3 separate regions of the Zea mays genome follow, and regions 1 and 2 are each linked to region 3. The links are chromatin contacts, called in public Hi-C maps. All regions are on one chromosome and are shown on one strand. Each heading gives the region's core, a stretch centred on a gene start, on an enhancer-like site or on the middle of the called end of the contact. The rest is flanking DNA. Distances are from core to core; before and after follow the strand shown. Region 1 holds the start of LOC100191361. Region 2 has its middle 40 kb from the start of LOC103634840. Region 3 holds the start of LOC103634842 (transcription initiation factor TFIID subunit 15b).

Region 1 (4,243 bases), core at 773-3,272, 170 kb after region 3:
TGATTGCTACTTTAGATCTTCCTTTGGGTTTTGGTGGTCATCCTGCTTTTGAGCGTTACATTAGACGCTCTCATAATCCTAGGTTCCGTTCTGTGTGTAGACAGACAACGACTAGAGATCTTGTTAAGTTTTTCAAGCAACGTCGTACCGTGTTGATTGATCTATTGCAATCTAGTGTGTCATCTGTTGCACTCACATCTGATATATGGTCTGGTAATGCGAAGGAAGATTATATTAGTGTTGTTGCCCATTTTGTTAATGTTGATTGGTTGTTAGAGAAAAGGGTCATTGGAATGAGGCTTATTGATGTTTCGCATAGTGGCTCTAATATTGCAGAGCGGGTTGCAACTGTTGTTGAAGAGTTTAAGTTGATTGATAAGGTTTTTTCTGTTACTCTAGATAATGCATCAGCTAATTCTAATGCTATGAACATCCTTACACCAAGGTAGTGTTTGGTTGAAGAGCCAAGTAGAACGGAGTCGTTCTGTCCCAGTTTTGTTGCTGTTTGGTTACAAAGTAACTAGAACGGAATGGCTCCAATTAGAGAATATTCTCCTCAGATTCGGAACCATTCCGCTCCAAAAAATCAACCGAACGGAGCCGCTCCGTTCCCATCCCGCTCTCACAGTCACGCTCCGTTCCGTTCACTCTGCAACCAAACAAAAAACAGAGCCACTCCGTTCCAGATTACCAAACACAGAACAGAGCGGCTCCGTTCCTAGAATTAGGGATGTATCGGCTCCGTTCTACTTGGCTCCTCAACCAAACACTGCCCAAGATTCTCTGGTTATGTTGGTTCTCTATTCTTGCATCAGAGATGTGCATGTCACATAATTAATCTCATTGTAAAATCTGGTTTGAAGCGTTTGAAACCTTATGTTGAAGATTTCAGAACTGCAATATCATTTTTAAATGCTTCCAACCAACGCATCGCTGCATATAAATCTTATTGTGCTGCTATGGATGTTCGTCCTCGCAAATTTGGTTTGGATATGGATGTTAGATGGAACTCTACATATGGATGTTAGCAAATTTGGTGGCACCAGGTTGCAAAGGGCAACTCAATCCGTAAGTACTAGCAAAGTGAAATCTGCTTGGGGTAAGATTTATGGTACTTCATCTTCTAACACTAGAACTACTACTACTTCTGTTGGCCATACTTCTTCGCCTTCTAATTTCTGTCCAGTCTCTGAGTTGTCCATGTATGTTGACAGTGATCCAATTACTGTGTTTGATGATGATTTTGATATTCTTAGTTGGTGGCGTGAGCATAAGAATACATACCCTATTCTCTCCATTTTAGCTAAGGATGTTCTAACTGTACCTGTTTCAACTATTAGCTCCGAATCTGTTTTTAGTCTTGCTGGCAGGGTGCTTGAGGAGAGGAGACGTTGTCTAACTAGTGAGATGGTGGAGACCTTGACATGTTTGAAGGATTGGCAGATGAGCGACGATAGAGAACAACACAACTTGGAGAATCCAGAGCTTCAACAAGCCTTCGAGAATCAGTATCTAGATGGTGATGGTGATGATAATCAAGATGCTCCTAGTGACTAGTGTGCATGTGGCCGTGTAGGATTATATCATTGTATATGTATTTCGTATGTATGGCTGTATTACTCAACTAAACTCTCGAAACATTGAACTGATTACTATTTTTGAGCTAGATGTACTCTTTTTCCCTTATGACCAAAGGTTTTTAATGAGGCAGCCACAAAATAGCTCAATTTTATTTGGTCATATATGTTCTGTACCTGAGTACCTCTGTTTTCGTATTATTATTGTTGCATTTTATATGTGGGCTGATCTGACACATTATGGTATTTTGGTCTTTTTGGGCCGGTCTGACACACATTAGTAATTGTGTGCTGTGCCGTGGGCCGTTGGCTCGGCCCATGTGCTGGCACGGCCCACAATTGGGGTTGTGCCTTTGTGGGTCGTGCCTAGATGTGCTTGTGCCGTGCCGGGCCAGGCCGGCCCACATGTACAACTATACCACACACCAAGAGCCACAGGCCAGAGGCCACGCGGCCACGCCGTCCTCTTCACCCCAGGGTTGCCGACGCGGCGACTCCGATCACCCACCACCGCTGCCCCCTGTCCTCCCTGCTGCCGCCTGTGCCGGGGCTAGCCCGCCGCGGAGCCATGTCGCGGTCCTTGAGCATGAGAGGGAGCATGAGGGCGCGCCGCGACCTGCCTCCTCCTGAGAAGGTGAGGGACCCCCTCTCCCCGTCCATCCCTTCCTCCCTCGGGCTTCTGCTCGGCCCCCGCGGGTGAGGTGAGCGTGCCCACATTAGTGCGATCGTTTGTGTCTTTCGGGCGTGTGTGCGATGGGCGAGTTGGATCTCGGGGAACCAACTCATGGCCAATTTGTTGGAACTAGGGTTTGCTGAAGACCTCCAATGCAAGGCGGCGCCGGCAAGCATTCAAGGGAACGAAAAAAAAATCTACAACGGGGTTGAGTTTCTCTTGGTTGAATCTAGTTGTCTGCAAAAAGGATGCTGTACACTTTTCTCGTTCCAGTTGGAAAAAAAAGGAAGCGACGAATAGTCCTATATAATAATTATATGAACACCAGAATTCCATATGGTTGCAAAACCTAACCACTATATTTGATAGTTTATCTTCCCCAAGGTTGGCACCATTTACTCGTACAAAACCAAACACAGTTATTAACTAGAAATCAGATTTCTTTTAGGACCTGTTTGGATCCCATGAATTCAAACCAATATCTAGCAAATGCTTCCCATTTCATTATTATATTACTTTCCAATTCCTATCAATTCCAGGGAACCAAACATGGCCTTATTCAATTTCCTATTTAAACTCTGGACGTTCGTTTAATATTACTTTTCTAGTTCTCTTCTGAAATTTCTGTAGCTACAGAAAGCAATCATTATCCATTAAGGGGGTAAAGATTTTGAAAAAACAATTCAATGATGTAAATATTCATGAGTACTTGGCCTACCACCTACTGGCTTGTGTGTGTTTCGACTAATGAGCCTTAGGTTAGAAAGTGGATGGGTTTAGTGACAAAACCTTGCCCTATATGCTATAAAGTATTTCACTGCACCCTTTTAGCATCAGCTGTTATGCGAGCTTGTGCTCCCTTGGCATCATTATGTTGTATTTTAGGCACAGGTCCTGTAGAGTTTTACTCAATTAATTAATAATTGTGAATTATGTGCATCAGACAATTGAAAGGCTTGAGAGTATGGTGGATGGAGGAAATTTCTATGAAGCTCAACAAATGTACAAGTCAACCAGTGCAAGGTACTACACATTATTTATCTTAGTAACAAATGGTTGGCTCTAGACGAGGATATTTTTTAACTCAACATGAGATTTGCTCCCATGGAAGTCGGACTTAGGACCTGAGGAGTGCTAATCAGACCATCTAACCAGCTAGAGGCCCTTTCAGCTTTCGCAACAGCCTTATGTTTCAATCTATTTAAAAGTTTCTTATAACATGATTATATCAACCTTCCACACCATTATTACTTCAAGTTGACTCCCTGATCAAGAGCCAGATTGGTTTGTTATTTCACTTATTTGTCATTTGTTTGACTCATATGGCGTCTTGAAGGTGCTCATGGCAGGTCATAGTTATATACATTTCAAGTAAAATAAAGAACAATGACTTTGCATTGTGGACAAATGTTATTCATACATGAAATGCCCATGTTTCTTAAGCCAGAAGGATAGTGCAGATTTGGTTTGGTAATTTATAAAAAATGATGTTATTTGAAGATGTATATGTAATTTACTAATAAGATTCAACAGGGTGCAAAATGTTGAAGTGTATAAATGGATTGACTACCTTATCCCATCAGCTTAAGCTTTTGGGTTGAACTGTTTAATACGTCCACTCTAACATGGTATCAAAGACAGAAGTCTCGAGTTCGAATCTTGACAGAGGCTTTATTTGTGCCTTCACCTATTTATTTCCACATTTGCGCCTTTCTCTCTGGCTGCACGTGGGTGGGGATGTTGAATTGTATAAGTGGATTGACTACATTCTTCTATCAACTTAAGCTTTTTGGTTGAATTGGTTAGTGCGTCCACTCTAACATGGTATCAAAGTCAGAGGTGGCAGATGCTTTATTTGTGTCTCCACCCATTTATTTTCCACGTTTGCGCCTTTCTCTCCGGCTACACGTGAGTCAGGGGTGTTGAAGTGTATAAGTGGATTGATTACCTTCTTCCATCAGCTTAAACTTTTGGGTTGAACTGGTTAGTGTTC
Region 2 (4,521 bases), core at 495-2,994, 190 kb before region 3:
TTCCTGCCCTAGCCACAAAAACTCTTGCGCTCTCTTCTTGTCTTCTTCCTTAGCTCTGATGGACGAGAAACTAAGCGTCCTTCCTCCCCACGACCCATGGCCGATCTCCTCTATCACCGTCGATGACCTGCAGGCATTGGTGGACATCGGGCTGCTCCGTCCCAGCTCCCACGGGCCACAGCTGGAGTGGATTGCACCAGGCGACGAGCAAGAACTGTCTCTGCCTGCGGGTTATGTGGTGAGTTTCACCCCCTTCCACGAGCGGGGTCCAGAGTGCCTACGAGTCGCTTCATGCGGGCGCTCTCGCATTACTATGGGGTGGAGCTTCACAACTTCAACCCCAACTCCATCGCTCAGGCGGCCAACTTCGTCGCCGTCTGCGAGTAGTACATGGGGATTGAGTCCCATTGGGACTTATGGCTCCACCTATTCCGGGCGGAGCCGTTCTCCCTCTCCACCGACGTGATGATGGTGCGCAACATGGTACGGGTTGGCGGCTGCACGCTTCTGCTGCGCTCGGATCAGACGCAGTTGTACATCCTTGCCATCCTCACCTCATCGAACAAAGGGTGGCAGGGCCGATGGTTCTACCTCCGCAACGATGACGGGCAGCAGCCAGTGTATACGTAGCACATCGTCTTTGCGGCGATGGAACACTGGCGGTGAGCGCTCCACGGGAGCACCAGGTCCAGCTGCAGTGCAGCTGGACGCCCTATGGAGGCTTGGGACCGCGGACTTACCGCGGTTAGAGTCATCGCCGCCTCCCATCGGAGGAGGGTATTGCTGCTAACCGAGTGTCGGCTCTGCCTGGACGAGATGACGGTCGTGGCCTCCATAGAAAGCTCCCAGATGGCATCGGACACCCTCTCCACCAACGAACTCCTCTGGCGGGTGAAGGGGGCGGTGTGGAAGGCAGACTACACCGCCCCCGTCCTAATGCGCCCCAACCAAGGCTACGTGTCCCTGGTGAGTCTTCAGATTCTCCTTCCATTCTCTCTTCCCTTTTTTCTCCATCTCATCCTTCTCCTCCCTTTCCCAGAGGCTGCAGGACTACCGAATCGCCCGACCTCCAGTTCTAGAGGACGTTGCCGGCCGAACAATGCGTCAGTTGGCCGTCGAGGAGAAGAAGAAGAAAGATGCGGACAAGAAGCGGGCCCACGAGAAGAGGGTAGCCCGTGACACATTGGAGAAGTGTCGTAGGGCGCAGGCGAGGGAGGGGTTGCCGTTGAACCCTCTCCCAGCACGCAGGAGGAGGACGATGAGGGGATGGAGGTCCGGCTGGGCTTCAGTCCCGAGGCCAGACTTTGGTCTGAGCCAGCCTCGGTGGGTCTATCGAGCGGCACGAACGTGCCCTCACAAGGGACAACAGCGTCCCTGTGAGAGGCGCGGGTGTCGGGCGAGCCAGGCCCTGTCCCTGCAGTTGCAGAGGAAGTGGTGGCCGTGGAGGAGAAGGCAGCCGCCCCGCCCTAGGTGGCTGCCACGAAGCTCGTGGATGAGAGGGCTGCCGTCCCGCTCTAGGTGCCCATAACGGGGCAGAGGCTGGCCGTCGTACCCCAGACCAGGTACGCCGCTAAACCATAGGAGTATTTTCTTTGTCCTTGAGTTCTACTTATGACTTTTTGTCTTGTTATGCTTCAGCATAAAGCGCAAGGCCCGCAAGCCGGCCTTTATTGCCACTAAGGAGGTGAAGTCTGGTGTGGGACGTTGGCCGAGGCCGTGACTCGCTCGCACACGTGGCTCGACGCTGTCGTGGAGGCCATCCAGCGGGGCACCGAGGTGGTCCAGCTTGCCCTCGGTGGGCATACTGGGCAGGGTGCTACAGACGTCGAGGTGGCTGCGGCGCCTCCGACGACTTTGGCCGAGGCCATCACCGTCTCTTCCGGGGAGGAGGCGGGGTGTCGGACGCAATGTCGACCGGGCACCACCCACCATCTTGGACCTCCTGCGTGCCATCCCCGACTCCTCGGTTGTTGTCTGGAGCCTCGAGGTGGCAAGTGTCGAGGAGGTCGGCCCCTCGAAGCGGCCTGAGAAACCCTTTGTGAGATGTCCCTTTCTACGAGTGGTGTAGTGATGTTGCTTTTTTTCTTCTCAGGGGCTGATGGCGAAATCTGCTGCCAAGTCCATCTTCATCCGTCGTGAGTGTGACGTCTGGGCCGCGCTGCAGCGCCAGCAGGGCCTACTGTATCGCTCAAACGAGCAGCTAGCCCTGAAGAGCGCCGAGGCGCGGACCTGACTTCACTGTGCGTGGAGTTGAAGGACGAGGTCACGGCTATCCGCGGGAGAGTGGAGCCGCTTCAGGAGGAGGTGCGGCTGCTGAACACAAAGGTGTCGCCGTTGGCGGAGGAGGTGCAATAGTTGAAGGAAAGCCTCCTGGTGGTGACTGGCTGGTGGTGACTGGCGAATGAGATGAGTCTCGCCGCTAGGCCACCCAGGCCTCCTCCCGAGCCGACTTCCTTGCAAAGGAATTGGAGGCCGAGCGATCTGAGGCCCAAGGCCTGAAGGCCCAAATGGGAGGTACGCGTTGCTTCCTCCTCTTTGTCTATTTGGTTTTTGTCAGCCCTGGCTCAGTGTAACAATTATCCTCTAGAGCTCCGGCGGGATTTGGACACCTCCATCGAGACTTCCCAGACGCTCTCCCGGAATGAAAGGGAAATAGTCTCAATATTTCCTATAATCGATTTTGGTGTTTGACGACCATCACAAACCTTGTGGACTAACCAATATGCCTAGTTGATCATTTCATAGGTGCATAAGTTCATCTACAACTATTCTAAATCGACTGTCCAGAATACCGTAGATTATTCCGGACAGGAGAAGCTTTTTGGAAAAACACCTATGCGCGGACCGTCCGGGCCATTGCGGCGGACCATCCGCGGCACCAAGGTGAACCTCGGATAGGAACACTGCAAAAACACAAGTCTACTCTACGGATCGTCGAACGGAGAAGCGAGCACCGTCCGAGACCAAGCGCGGACCGTCTGGCTTCAGGCGCGGACCGTCCAGTCGGTGAAAACCAGAAAAAACCCGAAGGTGACGGGTTCGGTAAAATGTATTTTCAGCGTCCTCGCGGACCGTCCAGGGTGCACGACCGGACCGTTGAGAGCACCTAGAGGGGGGGGGGGGTGAATAGGTGATCCTGTAAAACTTAAAACTTAACACCACTAACTTGATTAAGAGTTAGAACAATGAAATCAAGTGAGTAGAGAGGAGAGCTCTTGTGAAGCACAATAGACACAATAAGGACAAGCACAAGAGACACGAGGATTTATCCCGTGGTTCGGCCAAGTACAAAACTTGCCTACTCCACGTTGTGGCGTCCCAATGGACGAGAGTTGCACTCAACTCCTCTCAAGTGATCCAATGATCAACTTGAATACCACGGTGTTCTTCTTTACTTTACTCTTTCCCGTTTGCGAGGAATCTCCACAACTTGGAGTCTCTCGCCCTTACAATAAGAATCACAATGAAGCACTAGAGTAAGGGAGGGAAGCAACACACTCAAATCCATAGCAAATACGCACACACAAGACCAAGACTTGAGCTCAAAAGAGTATCACAAGGTTCTCACTAGAACGGAGCTCAAATCACTAAGAATGTCGAACAAGTGTGCAAGAATGAAGTGTGAATGATCAACAATGCTCAAAGGTTGCTTGGTGTGCTCCTCCATGCGCCTAGGGGTCCCTTTTATAGCCCCAAGGCAGCTAGGAGCCGTTGAGAGCATTCCAGGAAGGCAATTCTTGTCTTCTGTCGCCTGGCACACCGGACAGTCCGGTGCACCACCGGACACTGTCCGGTGCACCACCGGACACTGTCCGGTGCAGATTTCTTTCCTTCTTTGGCGAAGCCGACCGTTGGCGGTTCAGAGCCGTTGGCGCACCGGACAGTCCGGTGCCCCCTTTTGACCGTTGGCTCTGCCACGCGTCGCGCGCGGATTACGCGGCCGGCCGTTGGCCCGACCGACTGCTGGCTCACCGGACAGTCCGGTGCACACCGGACAGTCCAGTGAATTTTAGCCATACGCCGCCGACGATTTCCCGAGAGCGGCCAGTTTGCCAGAGCCAGCCTGGCGCACCGGACACTGTCCGGTGCACCACCGGACAGTCCGGTGTACCCAGACTGAGCAGACTTTTGGCTGCTTCGAGCCAAGCTTTTCCAATTGAATTTTCTCTGATTCTAGCACTTAGACAAACATGTTAGTACACAAAAACCAATATACTAAGTCTAGAATCATACCTTTGTATTGATTTGCACCTTATCCACCATTTGGCATAGTTTATCACTTAAGCACTTGTGTTGGACACTAAATCACCAAAATACTTAGAAATGGCCCAAGGGCACATTTCCCTTTCAATCTCCCCCTTTTTGGTGATTTATGCCAACACAACAAAAAGCAACTAAAAGAAGTGCAACATCAATGCAAATGAAAACACAAATTTGTTTTGTCTCAAATTTGGCATATTTGGATCATCCTTTGCCACCACTTGGTTTGTTTTTGAAAATCAAACTCAATTCCCTATCTCT
Region 3 (4,727 bases), core at 424-2,923:
ATATTAAACATTTACATTTGAGCAACTGTCGCACTCACTGAAAGCCTAAAACATAGTGATAATGGGCTTAAATTGAGTCCAACAATGACCCCTTAAGACCTTGTTTGGTTATTCATATCCCATATGGATTGGAGAGGATCGAGAGGAATTAAGTGATATTTTGATGTGCTATGGATTTAAACTCATTCAATCCCCTCCAATCGATATGTATTGAGATAAAAACGAACAAGCCCTAAAGGGTCCTCTATCCTATATTTAGGGAGAATCCCCCTCTATCTCTCAAGCAGCGTTCTCTAAACGATACTATAAATATAGAGGACGTTCCTCTCTCTATATTTTTTCTACTCTTTTTTGTCTATTTTAATACTTTAAATCGCATACTCCATCTATCACAAAATATAGTTTTATAACCCTCTTCTTTTGCGTCTACATTCGAATGAATGATAATGAATGTAGACATACATACAAACCACTTTCATAGATTAATCAATTAATATATACTTAGTCTAAAATGAATACTATTTTGGGACGAGGGTATTTAGTAAAATTAAAATATGTATAAAAATGTGTATATATAAAAAATTAAAGTAAAATATATATCTCATTAAAATATATTTATGTATAGAAGACGAGATATAAAGAATGTTGTTGAAGAAGAAAGAGACGTAGGGGGTGTTTGAATGCACTAGAACTAATAGTTAGTAGCTAAAATTAGTTGGTGACATCCAAACAACTTAGATAATAGTTCAACTATTAGCTATTTTTAGTAAATTAGTTAATCATTAGCTAGTTAATTTCACTAGTAATTTTTTAGCCAATTAACTATTAGCTTTAGTGCATTCAAACATCACCATAGAAAAGATAATCTTTCAAGAGAATATGGCCCTGTTTGGGAGAGCCACACTTCAAGAATTTTAAGTCTATTTATGGCCTGTTTGGTTCAGCTTTTTTCTGACCAGTTTTTCCGAGAATCTAGCTGTGGGGAGAATCTAGTTGTGTAGAGAATCTGAGTATCATTAGAATTACGTGCGGAGGAAGATAAAGTTATACATGGGGCTCAGGATCTATAAAGTGATGGATTACTACTATTGCGACGACTCAATCGATTATATGTTTATGTTGATTTTAAATGTTTTTACCCAAACAAATTTTATAGAAGCTGACTGAAAAGCTGAGTGTTTGGCAGTCCGTAACAACTTTTGGTGGCCAGAAGCTGCGAAAAGTCGAAACAAACAGGGGCTTAAGCTTTTATATCTAAACAGGTCCAGCTACACGAGCTCTAACTTTTTTTTGAAACTATAGGCTAATTTCATGAATTTTTTTAAGTTCCTTAAATGGTGCTTAAAAACACTTTTTCATACCCTCTCGTAAAGTTATAAAAAAATTAATCATCATGTCATTTGTTACATGACCTACCGATTCAAGTCTTTTTCTCCACCGCTAATCATTAAAGGTAATTAAAAAAACTCACATAAATTAATTGTATTATAGAAGTTGGAGTTTATGTACAAGCCAAATAATCTTGAACCCCACGTAATTAATTTGTTGAAGTTGTTTCGGGGTGAAGCCGGTAAACTGAAGTTACAATTCATAAACGAAGCCCTACTAACCCGAGCCTATAAAAAAACGAATATAGGTAATGGATTCAAAGAGCTAAATCCGCCGCCATCCCAACCGCCCTATAGCAGTCCACCGCTGTTAAGCACAGTACGATTTGCCACTCTTCTTTTTGCCCTAATACATATTCCATATATCTATCCCTGTTCGCATCACGACTCGCGAGCTCCCGGTCCCAAACCCTAGGCCTAGGGGGCGACCTGACCCGATGTCAGCGTCTTACGGATCCGAAGACTACCGCGGCGGCGGCGGTGGCGGAGGCTACGGTGGCCGAGGTTGCGTTTGGATCCCGCGAGCTGCGTGCGCTTGTCTGTCTCCCTGGAATCTGCTTCTGAGCGATTCGTGCTTGTGCAGGTGGCGGCGGCGGTCGTGGGCGCGGAGGCGGGGGAGGATATGGAGGTGGCGGCGGTGGAGGAGGATATGGAGGTGGCGGTAGTGGAGGCTACGGCGGCGGCGGGGGTGGAGGTGGCCGAGGCAGTGGCGGCGGAGGGTTCGGTGGTGGAGGACGAGGAGGTGGTGGAGGTGGCCGAGGCGGTGGCGGGCGCGGGGGTGGACGCGAAGGAGACTGGGTTTGCCCTGACGCGAGGTGCTTTTCCAATAGTTTGTTCATCGATTTTCTGTTGGACTAGATTCCTTCAATTGTGTTATTCCGGACTGTCCTTCGAATTCTGGCGTGTAGACTCGAGACAAGTACAACTGTTTCGAGATGTTTTTTACGTGTTTGGGTAATTGAATCACTATGCTGTCGGATAATGATTTGCATGCGGCATGGTGTGCAGGACCTAGCTCCCTGTTCCTTTAGTTTGATTTGATCCATGAGCTGGATGGTATATAGCTTCCTGTCATTTGCGTTGTCTGGTTTACCGGACTTCAATAAGCTTCTATGGATTGAAGCTGGTTGTCTTCACTATAATTCTAAAAGATTTGTGCTAGATGGCTACTGATGACAACTTAAAGCTGATTCCATGGCTTTGTAAATTTATTTGACTTTGAAATGTAATTCAGTATAACTGTAGTCCATACATGTATACATCTGATTATGATTATAGGAAATGTTTATGTTTTTTTGGCTGTACTTTCATAATGTGTTATTTTCTTTGTATGTACTTTTAGTTCTTCCATGATCCAGAAATTTTAATTGTTTTATTATAACTGGTTTCTTGGTTTATTTATTTCCTGAAAATTTACAATCTTGATGCAGTTGTGGCAATGTGAACTTTGCGAGGAGGGCTGAATGCAATAAGTGTGGAGCACCTTGCCCAAGTGGAGGTGGTGGCGGCGGGGGTGGGGGTTATAATAGATCTGGTGGAGGTGGTGGAGGATACAACCGTGGCAGTGGTGATTATGGTTCTGGAGGTGGTGGTTTCGACCGAGATGGTGGAGACTATAATTCTGGTGGGCGTGGTGGTGGAAGCGGGGGTGGAGGAGGCTACAATCGAAGTGGTGGCAGTGACCGTGGTTTTGATGACCACCGTGGTGGCAGAGGTGGCAGCTATGGGGGACGAGATCAGGAGAACCAAAGGGGTAGTGAAGGTGGCTACAGTGCTGGTGGCTATGGGCAAGCTCCTCCACAAGCTCCTCCTTCGTATGGTGGTCCTGCGGGTGATTATGCAGCACCTCCGAGCTCCTATGGAGGCAACAATGCTTATGGTTCAGATTCTGCAGTGCCGCCTCCTAATAGCTACAGTGGTGGCCCAGGCTCATACCCACCAAGCTATGGTGCCCCGCCTCCACACCAATATGGTGGTGCCCCAGGGGGGCAAGGGGGTCTGCCTCCTACATATGATGGTGGATATGGTGGTCGGTCCATGCCTGGGGGTGGAGGATCTGGGGGTGCACCACCGCCTTATCATGGTGGCGGCAGCGGTTATACTGGTAGTGCTGACCCTGAACCAGCTGGAAAAGTTAAGCAGTGCGATGAAAATTGTGACGAGACATGTGACAACGCAAGGATTTACATCTCAAATTTGCCTCCTGATGTCACTGTTGAGGAATTACAAGAGCTATTTGGAGGAATCGGCCAGGTATAATTTAATTTTACATCGCTTCCTTTTGAGTGATAGTAATTGTATGTTGTACAAGATTATCGTGTTCTCCAATGGTATATATTTTATATTTCTGCAACAGAATTCATTACTTTTTTTTACTACTTTGCTAATTAGATTTGTACTTCTGTGATGCTCACTACGATTGTGCATTTTATAGCCAAAATTTCTACTACTGAATTGGTAATACAACCTTTAGTAGTTAATACTTATACTTATGCAATCGTGTAATGTGACTTTTGGTGATGGAAAATGTTATGTATTACATCAAATTTGGTATTAGTGTTTCACTGCTTCCTTGATTGTTATTAGGGTTCTCAGAATTTTAGCTTATTTGAGTAGAACATTGGTATGGAACCGATTTTTTCTATTTGCCTTTTCTTTCTATATTGAGTAGAGTACAGTTGGTTTCACATTATGTTGAGCCTTTGTTATTAACTAACACTTTTTTAGAGTTTCCTTTTCAGATTCTTTATCATCTATCGCCACTTCTTTACAGTTTCTTGGTTTTACATGAGCTATCATGCTGTTGAAACCAATTCATTTATTTAATGTGTTGCCCTTCATCTTCGTGTTATCTTTGCATTGGATGATTTTGGATTGTTTGCGCCTTTGCGGCGTTTTTTTAAAGGTCGGAAGGATCAAGCAAAAGCGTGGTTACAAAGATCAGTGGCCTTGGAACATAAAAATCTATGCTGATGACTCTGGAAAAGCCAAAGGAGATGCTTGCCTTGCTTATGAAGATCCTTCTGCTGCTCATTCAGCTGGTGGATTTTACAATAGTAAGATTGCTGTCGAGTTTGCAATGTTTAGTGATATCAATTTCTCCAATGCAAAGTCCAGTTCAGTTTCTAATGCATTTATTCCGTATTTCCGTTCATGTTCTAGATTATGACATGAGAGGTTATAAAATCAGTGTTGTGATGGCTGAGAAATCAGCACCCAGAGCGGCACCCTCATATGGGCATGGGTAAGTAGTTTTTATCTGTTTCTCTGCTAGAGGCAAAGTGTGGACTGCCATATCAATTTGAATCAAGTAGTACTGATATTGGATTTCCATAAAGG

Evidence for each region. A called contact is a pair of places that touch in the nucleus more often than the background predicts.
Region 1: a Hi-C map of ear shows a contact between it and region 3, with 2.3 times the contacts expected there. The contact joins the promoter of LOC100191361 here to the promoter of LOC103634842 in region 3. A contact is called at or near these places in 4 of 25 Hi-C or Micro-C datasets (ear, leaf and tassel).
Region 2: a contact with region 3 is called in a Hi-C map of tassel, with 2.4 times the contacts expected there. The contact joins the enhancer-like site here to the promoter of LOC103634842 in region 3. A contact is called at or near these places in 5 of 25 Hi-C or Micro-C datasets (ear, endosperm, leaf and 1 more).

The regions. Positions count from the first base shown.
Region 1 is chr8:16,410,822-16,415,064 of Zm-B73-REFERENCE-NAM-5.0, forward strand. It overlaps LOC100191361, which reads left to right and starts at 2,023. Exons shown (of 12, transcript NM_001136795.1): 1 at 2,023-2,211; 2 at 3,194-3,273. The coding sequence starts at 2,146.
Region 2 is chr8:16,057,982-16,062,502 of Zm-B73-REFERENCE-NAM-5.0, forward strand. No RefSeq gene overlaps it. Among protein-coding and RNA genes, the nearest start is that of LOC103634840, 40 kb to the left of the region's middle. Within about 2 kb of position 1,745, at least 19 of the 20 cell types and tissues checked have an H3K27ac peak or open chromatin away from gene starts, as enhancers often do. A contact at or near this core is called in ear, endosperm, leaf and 1 more, where this site is marked.
Region 3 is chr8:16,243,602-16,248,328 of Zm-B73-REFERENCE-NAM-5.0, forward strand. LOC103634842 (transcription initiation factor TFIID subunit 15b) reads left to right here and starts at 1,674. Exons shown (of 9, transcript XM_035961607.1): 1 at 1,674-1,892; 2 at 1,972-2,203; 3 at 2,819-3,641; 4 at 4,294-4,444; 5 at 4,551-4,632. The coding sequence starts at 1,826.